Linked DNA regions of Bombyx mori: region 1 is linked to region 2. The links are chromatin contacts, called in public Hi-C maps. All regions are on one chromosome and are shown on one strand. The core of a region is the stretch at or near the end of the contact, and the rest is flanking DNA. Distances in the headings are between cores, read along the strand shown.

The links. A called contact is a pair of places that touch in the nucleus more often than the background predicts.
Region 1: a contact with region 2 is called in a Hi-C map of whole pupa, with 2.7 times the contacts expected there. The contact joins the enhancer-like site here to the promoter of LOC101744562 in region 2. A contact is called at or near these places in 5 of 7 Hi-C or Micro-C datasets (middle silk gland, midgut and whole pupa).

Annotation. Positions count from the first base shown.
Region 1 is chr18:11,023,843-11,031,452 of ASM3026992v2, forward strand. All of the region lies in intron 1 of LOC101744562 (fasciculation and elongation protein zeta-2), which reads left to right. Among protein-coding and RNA genes, the nearest start is that of LOC101744562, 33 kb to the left of the region's middle. Within about 2 kb of position 5,764, at least 2 of the 8 cell types and tissues checked have open chromatin away from gene starts, as enhancers often do.
Region 2 is chr18:10,988,856-10,995,692 of ASM3026992v2, forward strand. LOC101744562 (fasciculation and elongation protein zeta-2) reads left to right here and starts at 5,296. Exons shown (of 7, transcript XM_004928271.4): 1 at 5,296-6,153. The coding sequence starts at 5,747. It overlaps DnaJ-13 (DnaJ (Hsp40) homolog 13), which reads right to left and starts at 2,006. Exons shown (of 6, transcript NM_001046650.1): 1 at 1,834-2,006; 2 at 1,651-1,744; 3 at 959-1,125; 4 at 244-426. The coding sequence starts at 1,895.

The sequences.
Region 1 (7,610 bases), core at 4,514-7,013, 35 kb after region 2:
AATGACGCAACGATTTCGTGCCTTACAATTTAAACGAATCATCGGTTGTTAATAATAGCGTGAAACAGATACGAGATACGTATCTATAATGCTGCAACAATTAAGATTATCTCGAGTCAATCTTGTGGTTGAGTGGACGATGTGTGCACGATGTCGGATCCCGTTAGTTTTCAGATGCTGTGATGTTTGTTACGAGAACAGTTTTTAAGATATCACGAATTAAATTCGCCATATATTTCTTTATTGTTTCGAACATAGTATAACAAGTAAACAAATATATAAGAATAAAAAACTCTAAATTAGACTAACTACTAACTAACCTAATCTAATTTAGAGTACTAATATATGTACTTTTTTCAAGATTTATAAATTTGGAAAAACGAATCCACATGTATAAATGCGTTCATTGGAGTTACTAGTGGAAGGACGTCTGGTAAGTCCGCGCTCTGTGGTCCGCGCGGATAGCTCCCACCGCTCTGCTTTTTTCAACGGTGCTTTTAGTTTAAAGGGTAAGGCAACCGTTGCACTGTAAACACTTAGAACTCATGTCTCAAGGTCGGTGGTGACATTATGTTTTTGATGTCTACGGGCTGCGATAACCATTTAACACCGGGTGTGTCGTGACCTCACTCACTTTTTGACGCAATTAAAAAGATATTTTACAATGTAGCAAACGACTCAATATTTTATCTCGGTTAACGTCTAGGTAATATATAGCCGGATAAAAATATTCTGTGACTACATTTCCTGGATATAACGGTGATTCAAACGACGGCTTGCAGAGAAGCCGAGGCGCCAATTGGACGGGGTTACTGGGGTAAACCGGAGTTGCGGTTCTCCGCGGATCAATAAAGCCTCTCCGATCCGCTCCACCCCGGGTTAATGCACTTTACAACATACATTGCTATCTAGAAACCCAACTCGATTCCGTAATGGAAAATTGAACTACAGCGACGACAAATTATGTACACTAGCGGTCCCACGGTAGTCGAAATTCGACTATAATTAATTGAAATGATAAGTTTGAACATTATTATGCTTCTATTGTCAATGACTATTTATTATACTTCATTAATCACAGATTTCGCCAAGACTACAATATAGACAAGTAATATTAATGATAAACAATATTAACCTATTCTCAATTTGACCACAGACTATAAGCAATAACAAAAGTTTGACATAAACAAAGAGTATTTAAATGTGTGTGTGTGTCAAATAAATAGTAGTGTGTGTAACGTTTTTTTTATTGATTTAATGTACATATATATTATTAGTGCATAATTTAAACAAATTCACTATATTCTCTATAAATGTGGGAAATTTCATACTCCTTCGTCCGCGCAATTTTCGTAAAAAGGGGTACAAAGTATTTGCTTCACGTATTAATATATAGATTATATATTCTAATAAAGATAAATAACCATGACAACCCTTTATATATTTCTTTATTAAATTTCGCGTTTTTTGTTGTGTCATTATATTATTTTTGACGTTTCGAATATTTAAATAGACACGGTCGATTGTCGACCACATAATAATATCTATGTGTAAGTACGACTATTTTTTAATGTGAATGTGAAAATACTATTTGTTTAATTTTTTCATTGCATTAATGGGTGACTTGAAATTCATTCGCAATTAAATGGTTACTGAACCTTAAAACATAAGGCCATAGTATGTATATATAGTAGTATATATAGTATATATAGTATCAATTGTACATAGTATATATAGTATCAATTGTTATAAACCGGGAACGCCTATGGGCTTCGCGGCAAAAATAATGAGCCGCTTACATTACGCCCATAATATCAACACTGTGCGCCGAAGTAGCTAAATAAAACGTTAATCTATACTAATATTATAAAGAGGAAAGGTTTGTTTGTTTGTTTGTATTAAATAGACTCCGAAAGTACAGAACCGATTTGAAACTGCTTAAAAGCTACACTATTCCTGAGTGACATAAGTTATAATATTTTTTGAAAAAAATTAGGGATCCTTACTAAAACTCCAATAATGTAACCCAAGCTGTAAAAAAATTACCTAAAATATTTTTTACATCGCGTGCCCTGCGAAAACCATTGATGTACTATAAAATAATAAATAATGTACTACTATATGTACTACGATAAAATAATGTACTACGTCTTTGTAGAACACATTATTATTTACAAAAAGTGTTGCGACAGCATATGTCTAACTATTATAGTTACGCCGCAATAAGTGTTCTTTCATTTAAAAAAATAAAACAACGTCAAGTATCGTTGAATTTTTTATTAAGGACCCGGGCGAAGCCGGAGCCCTTGTGGAAAATAATTCTTCACAGTCTCGTCACAGTGTACAATGTACATAAATTCAAGTTTTATTTTTTTTCTTTTCTCCGCCATAAATACTTAAACGTGCACGCTAATTGCTCAATTGATACTTGCGAAAGACAAAACGGACAAAACAAAGTTCACCCACCAGACGAACTTGATTATCGCTCGCTCTGTTGAACTGCGAATCACTTAATTAAAGCGATCATTGAAACAATTTGGCGCGTTGCGATTGCATAAACTCCTTAATAATACAACATCAATTTATAAATGCTATTTATTATAGTTTTTAAGATAACTTCGTTTTCTTCAGCATTCGCCAGTCGTAGATATAAATAACACTGCTTTTATGAAGACTCCGCCCGCGACTTAATAATAATAATAAAAAAAGAATCTTCTGAGTCCGTCTCAACAAAATTATCGTGTGCTGACGTGATTAAAATCCATTATTTATATATTTAAACATGCATTAAGCATTATTATCAGTCTCTACTTCCAATACAGTTACAATCAGGCCAAATTATAGTGTATAATTTATGTCCGACTGTTTGTTTATTAATATAGCTACATATATATTATGTATATCTAATCCTAATCTGTTTTAATACACACAAATCACAAAGCCCTTTTTTGTTTTGTACGATATGGAAAAACTAAGTACAATAGTTTAGCGCGTGTCCCAAGTGAAACCGAAAAAAAAAACTATAGTTAGTTGGAATCAAATTCCGAAATCAATTTGATGCAATTTGCACGTAGGTACTCTCAATGTAAATAAGGTAAACAGCGTAATAATAATAGTTACATAACCTCAATATTGTATTGTTATAATATTAAAACGTAACTGTAATAATATAAATAATTTTGTTATCGTTCTGAGAAATAAGAATACATGCTGTGTTGGTTTTAAGACGGTATGTCGTCATCGGTTATTTGATCCAAATTGTAGTGCACATAGGTATAGTTCACAGAAATTTACATACATACTTCCAACATTATACGTTACATAGAATATAATGCTGACATTGCTTACTGTATACACAAATCCTAATAAAGCCGGCCATTGTAAACAAAAACTGTATTTCTTTTTCGTACGCTAGACTTTTCAAAATTGAATAAATCGATTAACTATTTTTTTTAAGACGGAGTGAAAGTTCCTTGTTCAAAATAAATCCAAAAATTTATGGCCAGTATTGGAAATCTGAATTAAACATGGTCGGTAATAGAATTTAATACCCGACGAGATGTATCTTAAGTTTATGTCATGTTTATTACAGTAATTATTCCTCAAACATAATTAAAAAAAAAGAATTATGAATATATATAATTCACGATTTTATTGTCTCATATACTGGAGGTAGGTAGGTCAGTAGTACGTACCTACCACCGTCTTGTCTATCTCTATTTAGTACAGAAACCGTTATTACAGAAACAATTAGTAGACCTCACCAATAGACTCTCATAACCACTTAACAACACTTGAACAGTGAGCTCATCTGCCCAAACACAGCAAAAGATGTAAAGTATTTTGGAAATTTAAAATGAAACCAAAAGTGTCTTTAACCAGTTCGCCGATCAGACAATCTGTATCCATTTCATTATTTTTTTTTATATTCTTCGACCATAAAATACCCAAAAAATCTGAGCTTAACGTGTGATCTCTTCAGATTTTTTATCCTGCTCTCTCCTTTATAGTATGCGTGAAAAGGACAGCAAAGTCTTAGCATACAGAGATTCGATGCTCGGAACGCACTTCCAAGAAACTTCCAAACTGGATTTTGGACCTTGAAGCTTCATTAGCGGACCATAAAAGGAGACGTAGCGGCTAACACAAAGCCGAATCGTAAACCTGATAAATGGTTAAAGATTCTAACGGTACTCGGATATGTGTAGGACTTAATCTATAGTCCGTTTGCTTGACGCTCACGATTATCATAAAAATTAAAATATGTTAATTCTTTAACTTAAAATATAAGATTCAAAATAATCTGCTGTATATAATCTCTGGCACTTACTGTATTCTCCATCCGGTTGAGTGGTTCTTATCGAATAGAACTGAAGTTTTTATTTATTCGAAACAGTCGGCGATGTGCCCGTAATTTTAAGACGTACGTAATGAACATAAAAATATATATGTATATATTATTATAGCTTAGATGGGTGGACGAGCTCACAGCCCACCTGGTATTAAGGGGTTACCGGAGCCCATAGACATGCACAACGTAAATGCGCCACCCACCTTGAGATATAAGTTCTAAGGTCTCAGTATAGTTACAACGGCTGCCCCACCTTTCAAACCGAAACGCATTACTGCTTCACGGCAGAAATAGGCAGGACGGTGGTACCTATCCGTGCGGACTCACAAGAGGTCCTACCACCAGTAGACATATATAAAAGTATATCCTACTGTTTTAACCCTTTGAGTGCGAAACTTCGATATATCGACTCTATTAATGCCTATAAAGTGCTGAGCGTCGGAATACCGACTATGGCGCAGTTTGATTATAGGCATTAAGTATCGACCTGCATGGACGTGTCTTAAGGCGCGCATTTAGTATAACGTTTTTAATAATATGTTAATAACACTTATAAATAACCATTTAAAATTATTTTACTGTGAATTTAGCATCGATTTTGTATTTTTGGACATGTCCTTAGAGCGCGTTTTCAATAAGTTAATAACATTTTTATAAAATGCATAACCATTTTAAATTATTTTGCTGACAAATTAGCATAGATTTTTGTATTTTTTTAAGTTCATGGTTGTTTTTGAGGTAATGCTTTTTTCAAAATTCCTTTAGCACTTTCTGAAAATTATGTGAAAACAAGCTCAGCACTAAAAGGGTTAATAATGCTCACGACTCGCATTAACCTTGTCGGGGCAATGATGTTCAGACGGTTGTCCCTCAAAACCCAGGAAGTACCATTGAAATTGTACACTTTAAACAAAAATCGACCCAAAACCTTTTCTTTTTTTTAATTGCTCTGATGGGTGGACGAGCTCACAACCTACCTGGTGTTAAATGGTTAGTGGAGCCCATAGATATCTATTACGTCAATGCGCCAACCACCTCGAGATATAAGTTCTAAGGTCTCAAGTATAGTTACAACGGCTGCCCCACCCCTCAAACCGAAACGCATTACTGCTTCACGGCAGAAACAGGCATGGTGGTGGTACCTACCCGCGCGGACTCACAAGAGGTCCTACCACCAGTTAAAACCTGAATTCTTGATGCCAATATTTTATGTTGGTAATTCAGTATGAATTAAATATGTAAATGTAAAAATTCTATGTTGTATTTTACAGCTGATACAATAATACACGAATACACGCGATATGATTTGACCTATTATCAGCAGGGGTCAACGCGAATATCCCACCCACCTTCAATGTCGAGACAATTACGATAAAATTAATTGCTATTTACTTAAATGTTTGTCACGGCTGAAGTTAGCTTATCATGCATGTGTAGTGAGGTTGCAATGTTAATATGAAGTAAGAGACAGTCGCACATAACTCGTCAACCTATATAATCGCATTATATATTGTATAAGAACCTCGTAATTCAGTGCTGAGCAAGTGTACCGTATCTAATAATAAATAAATAGAGTATATCTTAACTTATCTTTGTCTGAACTTACTCTGTCTGACATCTATCTATCTTCTATCTTCTTCTTCTATATATATAAAAATGAATTGTTGTTCGTTAGTCTCGCTAAAAGTCGAGAACGGCTGGACCGATTTGGCTAATTTTGGTCTTGAACAATTTGTGGAAGTCCAGAGAAGGTTTAAAACTTACAATAAATATGAAAATTCTCGGTATTAAATAAAAATAACAATTTTCTTTTTCCTTTGATGTGTCCTCCGTCGGACGGATTCCTCTTGTTTGATTTAAATTTATTTTATACAAAAGTTTAGGTATTTTATTTATCCATTGGGGCACTACGAAGTTTTCCGGGTCAGCTAGTACAAAATAATAATTACCAAAAGCACAACTAACACGCTAAAATGTTAATAAATGAAATACGTTACAGATTTATAAAAAAAAAAATACAATGGTCGTAATTACGAACTATCCATAATACCGATATCCATTACTATTTACGATGTATCGTATCTTCCTACATACATTGTGGCTTCCAATTGCTCGACTCCCCGTTAGGAGGAAATGATGAAGGGATGGTCTTCCACAGAGCGCGTGAAATTACTCGGTATACCAACGCTACAACGGTACGAATTGTTCGGAACTTGTACATATAAATAATAATAATAAATAAATAAAAATCTGGGAACAACGCACGGTCATCCGACCCCAAATTAGAATTCCCTGTGTTATGGGTATCAAAGACCGACAACCACACTTATATAGGTTTAAATATATAAATAATAAACACCCAGACAAAGAGCAAACAAACATGTTCATCAGACGAATGTTTGCCCGATGTGGGAATCGAACCCATGACCCTCGGCGCAATGGTCAAGGGCACTAACCACTACACCACAGAATCAATCAAAATTAATTTTGAAAATGTTTTTAGCGCGATTCAAGCTTCTGTCAAATATATATTATGTTCTATGACAGTTAATGCTACACCCAACTAATCGCGTCTGCAGTGTAATAAAGCAATATATTCTTCCAGTCACTTCCCCGGGGGCACCCATTCACTGTGAAATGTCAACTATTTAGAAAATGTCAGAGCCTCGGTAGATTTATAATCTAAACGTTCGCTGGCTCTTGGCTTTCTATAAGTTAATTTATGACCATTTTGGTCATCCGAGCCGTCTTTTACTTATATAATTGTGGTCAACAAATTTATGATCGCTGCTTTATTTAAAATCACTATTGTGATGTTTCTTTGTCGTCAATAAAAACTAATAAATAAAAATGTTTAGTGCAGAGATGATTATAGTTCTGTAGTAAAACATATAATAACATATTTTATTCGTCTTAAAAAGAGACATGGTGTCTCCATTCGTTTCTTAGAAGTACTACAGACTAAATGGTACGTCATCTACCGCCGAGACTTACTTAACGATAAGTAAAAAAAAGAAGACTTTTTCTATGATTATTAAAATAATAATCAAATTAACCTTTTGCTTACCTTAAATAAACATTAATCTATTAAATTAAATCAGTTTTATGCAATTGCCAACTTAACTGGAAGGTTGAAACAAATAATTAACATTTCACAAACAAAGGTCAGTATTCCGGTTTTTATTTTGATCGCATAGTTTTTTTGTCCTCCTTACCTATCTGCTAGAAATCTCGAGGCGCTATTCTACCTTCATCTTAA
Region 2 (6,837 bases), core at 4,046-6,545:
ATATATTAAAACTTATTTTTTAAGTGCTGATACCAGGACATGTTGCAAACCTGCATAAGTAAGTTGGAGAATACAACAGTTGTTTTAGTAATGCAATCAAGACTACAATCTGGTGTAATGCCCATCATTAGGTCCCATCATGCAGGTTCTTTTTGTTATGGCTATGGAGAGTGGTTACAGTTGAACATTGGGACACAGACCATGTCCTTGTCCTGTTACCTTAGCTAATAAAAAAAAATTTACCTTATTACATATCCTTGCAGGATAGCACCAAGTAAGGTGATACCGATACATGTGAAAATTATATAATAATTGGGCATTTTCTTGGCACTCTCATTACTATAATATGTGTTTGTATTTCCTTTCGCACTATGTGCTTTGGATCCGAAATCATAGTAGTAACTGTACTGTGCATTTTTACGTAGACTGAAATTATTTTGTGTCATTTTAGGAATAAAACATACAAATTATTGCAACAAACTTATGACTAACTGGTTTAAAGACACAATGATTTATTTCAGCCATGTCAGGACTTTTAAAACCTTATTGAGAAAGCACTTAGCCCTAAGGAAATAGCAAGGGGAAACAATAAGTGAGAATGAATGTTTTCTCCAGGTGTCGCTTAAGTTCTAAAGGTGCAAAAGTGATCATATAAAAGTGCTTGATAAAATTCTATTTCACTTCATGCTTACCATCACAACCCTAAAGTTAAAGGAGTATACTATTCATGTGCTTTTAAATTAGGAATACATTCTTGTTGAATATTATAAGTTAAATTTTATCAACTTTTAATAAAAAGCCCGGGAACTGGCTATTTTGTGCTATGAGGTTACAAATCACAAACTCAAATATCTTTTTTCAAGTATGGGATACATTTCCAAAAAAGTTTGGATAACTTCTATTGCTAGCATTTCGGATATATTTACTTTTATTTGTTGTTTGTATATATTATGCTTACTTATAAGGCACATGAGTTTTATAAACGTAAGAATTGGGTCCAGTTGAAACTTCAGTTATGCTGTCATATTGAGCTCTGGTGCCTGGTTTGCCAAGAATATTATACGCTTCAACAATCTGGACAAATCTCTCTTGTGCTTTTGCATCTTTATTCTTGTCTGGATGATACTGCAATAACAAAATATTGTGAGTTTTCATTTTATTCAAATGATTTAATATAGTAATAAGAGTGTAATGCTGAGAGAGTATAATGTATGTCGTATCACTCTTGTCAGAGCGGTCGTGGTCGTCATCCAGCATCATTGTTGTGGGCAGATGTTATGCGCCTCACGAGCAATCGCCACTCCTCCCAGTTTGTGGTGAGCCTGGTACACTCATGCGACCGAGCTGTGGCGGTATAACCACTAACATTTGGCTGGGTAATTTACCAGAAGAGGCTTCAGCAGCCTGGAGATCTAAATAATCTCCAAAAGGACTGGTGCAGAAGGCAAGGGGAAACCACTGCAACTAATCTTCCCAAGAAAGTCGTTATGAAAGTATAAGCAATGAGAACACGATCGCCACGCAAGCCGCGTAGGAACCGGCGCCATCCTGCGTCCGGGGCAAGCGGTGTGAAATATGAGAGTATAATACGATATGATAATAAAAATTACTTATCTATTACTCAAGTGTTAGTATCATTTAAATACTTACTTCTTTACTTAACTGAATGAATGCATTTTTGATTTCTTTGTCGGAACAATTTCTACGCAAATTAAGAACATCATAATGACACCTTCGTCCAAAGCTAGAAACAACAAAAAAAAACGATTATGTATTTCGTTCTGTTTTATGTGAGCTAATTTAAAACCCGACATTATGCCACAGTTTTTGCACCTGTAAAATCTTATAAACCCATTTAAAGACTTGAAGTCAGAATTTCGTTTTATAAAAAACATTATAATATTATTAATACAAATAATTTATATTGTTTAGAAAAGGGATTCATGTTACTATTTTGGAAATTTCCATTTATATTTTTGATAAATGCGTAGACCACATAACAGCCGTCAAACAGCTGACAGCTGCCAACGACAGACGTTAGTCCTAATGTCAACCTCATCTGTCATTTATTGCTTTCTTGTAGCTGTGATCAAAGTTAACTGTATGGCTTAGTTCCATTGCCTTTCTCTTTGAGAAAAACCCTACAACTACTACTACTGTGATCAAAGTATAGTGGGGTGTTTTTAAAAAAAAATTACCACGCTCTTTGTGATTGTGTTTTAAATTGGCAGTGTAGATACTGCTCAAAATTATTCCTATTCGTCACGCAATTTTCGTAATAATCACTGTCCTATATTCTAAATCATACAAAACTAGTTTTAAAAGTATCTAGATTTCTTTAGAGTATTAAGTTTTGAAACTAGTATTAGAATTTTGTTATTGCCGAAAATTCCTCTCTTGATTTTTTCATTTGTAACACGTATCATTACTAAACAACAACTTTTCTAGGGCGATGTGTCTAAGAAGTGACGAAAATGAAACTATTTGGCTGATTATTTATTATTGCCATAGAATTATGCTAAGTTTTTGTTATTTTTGAAAACATTTTAAGCATATCCTTAAGATGCTAATATAAGTTGATTTTGTTTCAATACCTGGTTGTTTTATTTCTGACTGATTATGTTGTGTGAAGTACAGGAACACTTTCTGTCAACATATTATTATGACCAAAGAACTTGAATATTTCTCATATTTATGTTTAAATTGTAATTTAAATAGCATATTTAGCTAGTTAATTACATGTTCTTTGATACCAGAGTAAATTTAAGCAATTTCATTTAATCCCAAAATTATATTTCCTGATCGTCACGGGGTCAATTTTTCTGAAAATCACCCAGTTATTGTAAAGCTTATTATTTATTTGTAAGAGCTAATTAGAACCCGACATGTTATCATTAAATTATAAATTTAAATTATAAATACATATAAATTATAAATTTCATTGAAAAACACATACCTCCATGACATACTCTTGGAAAAATATTGATCCAAAATTAACATCTAACCATTTAGAACTCTACTCACTCAAAAGAAATGTTTGGTAGACACGAGAACAATTATAGTGGACAATGAGTCAATTAGTAGACAAAAATGAACAAGGTTGTCTTTTTTTTTCATATTATTTTAAGCGAAGGCATAGTAGGTACTACAATAATAATAACGTAACTAATATTAATAAACTCAATAAATGTCTCAAACGACACTGTCGAAAAAAAATATAATTAATACTTTACCATTCATATTTATCTTAATCATATTATATACAAATCATAATTGGTCGAAAAATGGCGTAACAAGTAATATTTATTATAAACATGGAATGAGCGGAAGAATAGTAGAAACGTCTCGATATTCGTGCGCCCGTACTTGAAAGACGGAAATTATAAGCTGTGTTGATGACACTTTTTAGTTTCAATTTGAAAGGATTCTTCATGTACATATTAGCTTCTGGATGACATCAAATGTATTTCCTTGTTTTACTATAATTAAACTACAACGCGACCGAAATCGTGGGAGCTCATCCAATCTTATCGTATTACACGGAAATATTTTGATTAATAACTTATTCGAATTAGGACAGGATAGCATAGGAATAGATAAAAGGAAGATCTTCCATCAGGTTTCTTTGCACAGCAGGCTTATAAATATTGATATTTGAGCCTAATATTTTTATGCTTATCTTATAAAAGTGATTGACGCGATTCAAGTTTTCGGGATTCTTCCATTATATGAAAGTTATCGCTATAGCAGATCATTGTAACTTTAAAATTTAAGGATCATTATCCAACTATTTTTTATTGCGTTATATCAATACCAAGATGGCTCACAGCCCACTTGCTAATAAGTGATTACCGGAGCCCACATACAAAACGTGAGAGTGCATTACCTACGTTATATTAAACATACAATAATTTATACATAATGACTAGCAGGTGGTTTAACAACACTATTGCACATTACACACACACACAAACCTAAGCACATGTACTCCGTCCCAAATATGAAACGGCTAATAAGCTACGACTATTTATTTACGTTTATGTCCAAGAAACCCTAATTTCTTTATTGCTTAAATGGATAGACTAGCTTACGGCACTGGAGCCCATAGACATCAACCACGTTCATACCGCCACACACCGGGAGACATGAGTTCTAAGCTCTCAGTTTTTACAGTACAACAGCTGCCCCACCCTTCAAACCGAAACGCATTACTGCTTCACGACAGAAATAGGCAGAGTGGTATTTACTATCGTTGCCGCCGCTGATTACTCCCCGAATCCTGATCACGCAGGAGCAAGTCACCGTCGTCGCCCTAGACACGTCCTTACGGATCCATCAGATCCAATAATTCTTGCATTAGATACCTTCAGCTCTAACACTAGGAGCAAGCTGAGGAACCCCGGTAACCGTACTCGTCGAACTTGACAAAGAGGTCGACGTGCAACCTAACCCATGCATCAGCCCGCTGAGTTTCTCGCCGGATCTTCTCAGTGAGTCGCGATTCCGATCCGGTAGTAGATTCATTCGCGAAGCAATTGCTCTTGAGTTGTTAGGTCTCCTTCGGAGGGGCTCGGGCAGTTGTTAGCAAATCCCACCCCTCCTGGCTGAGCCTTTGCTCGCCCACCTGTCCCGGTGAAGCTGGAAAGGCCTCCGGGCCACCAGTAATCTTTCAATCATAAAAAAAGTGGTATTTACCCGTGCGGACTCCCAAGACGTCCTATCGCCAGTACAAACAAACTAAACCAATTCACATCAAGTTAGGTACTATACTTTCCCGCCAAAATGTCCGAGTGAACCCTGCAAGCTATCGGAAACTTGACAAATCATTCGTCCTTTTCTAACGCCTACCCTTGATAGAGATGGACAAATATACTTAACCGGCACGGATCAAGTGACAAGAAACGCGCTACACAAAATCCACAATGCCATCACTGCGATAACTAAAATATGTTTATAGGTAAATTAATACGAGGGCAGTCACGAACCAGTGACCTCAGCTGACAACAAAATAACGATGGTAGTTAATAATCATCAAATTAGAACAACAAGAGTAAGAGACTTAGTCCAATCTAAGAAATAAGGTTTGTAATTTCATTTGAAAAATTAAATAGATATTGTTTACTAAAGCAAATGCCGCGTATATGAATTATGACGAAGAATTTCGTAATTATTGGCGGTAGGGCGTAATGTAAGCCCGCAGGAGTAGGTAACCAGCCTGTCTGCTTTTGACGCGATACAGTATTGTATTCTGATTTGAAGAAAGAAGTAGCTTCTATACATTATAATGACACATTGGCTTCGGTAAACATTTAAACGACTAGTATTTTATGAGCTCATTTAGTCATAAAATTAGAAAAAAAATCGCTATCATAATGGCATGTATTTGAAGTCTCCACCTAAAACTAATGAGTTGAAAAAAATTTTATAAAAACAAGATGAGTTTTTCGAACATAAACTCACTAATGACGTAATCATACCGTTGCTGCATGGGATCCTGACCGTTGACGGCATTATTTAGTGATCATCAAATTTTAGTTTTAGATCAAACAACAATAATCAGACGGCATATTGAGTGTCCAACTTTACCAATCGTTTAACGTGTCGCTCTTTCACCGCGCAACTCAATCCGTCAAGACGGACGACAGACGTCAGTTTCTGGTTGTACTCGGCACGGCGAGTCGGTACTTCGGCAGCACTCGGCTTAGTCAGTGTTCGCGCGTTCGCCTGCGCGTTAAGACGTACGGTCATGAGAGAATCGGGTGGCAGGATGGCAGAGCTCGAATTCGAAGCGCCGCTGGCGCAAATAGAAGAAGCGGACGATTGCCTCTCGACAACCGACTTTCCCCAGAAGACGATCAACGGCAATGACATCCTTAACAACATTAACAATCTGAAATGTGAAATGATCAAAACTAAAACTGATTCCAACAAAATAAATGACAACGAAGAACCTAGACTGGTGAAGTGTAAACAGGACAACATGCAGAACGGCGAAGGGGATAATTTCACTGAGACTTTCTCCGGTTCTCTTGAAGATTTGGTGAACACCTTCGATGAGAAAATCACGAAATGTTTCGGAAACTATGAGGAGAACGTCGAGAAGCTGGCGCCAGTGCAGGTTCGCTCGCAGGAGGAAATCATGAACGAATGCCAGTGAGTCCAACAATAATTATCCTAATTCGAAAAACATTCACTACAAACTATGATGTCATCATTGTAGTAATTTTAATGTTATATTCGCTTATTAAGAAAAAACTATTTCTGAGTGATCTGATATGGTGATAAACATATTTATATTATAAACATATTTGTTGTAAACGTATTTTTTACATTTGTTAAGTCAATGAAGAAATCCAAAGACATAAACAAATAGGGGCGGGCTTTGCGCATGACATTCGTACTGGCGAGATCGATCGATGCCAGTCCAAGGGTGTGTAGGGGTGCGTGGCTGAGGGTGGCGATGACGCATCGCAAACCTACCGCTCGAACTCTGACCCACCCTCTTTGTATCCAACTGGGTAAATGGCATACAAGTTACGACGACGTCTACGATTATCTCGCGCCCTCGATCTAATTACCCAAATTTCCTGTATACCTACTCAGAAAATGAAACACCTAATTAAACCTCGTTTATACTATGATATTTAGTCCGTTAGTACAAACATTCGACTTTGAACACATTGTTTTAAATACTAAATTTTCCTTTTTATTGATTCTTCGCAGAATTTTTATTTGAATTCATAAAAACCAGTTTTATAATGTACGATTGGCATACATCACGAAATTTGAGATCAGAAGTGAATTGCAAAAAGAAACTTAACTTTACATTGTTTCATT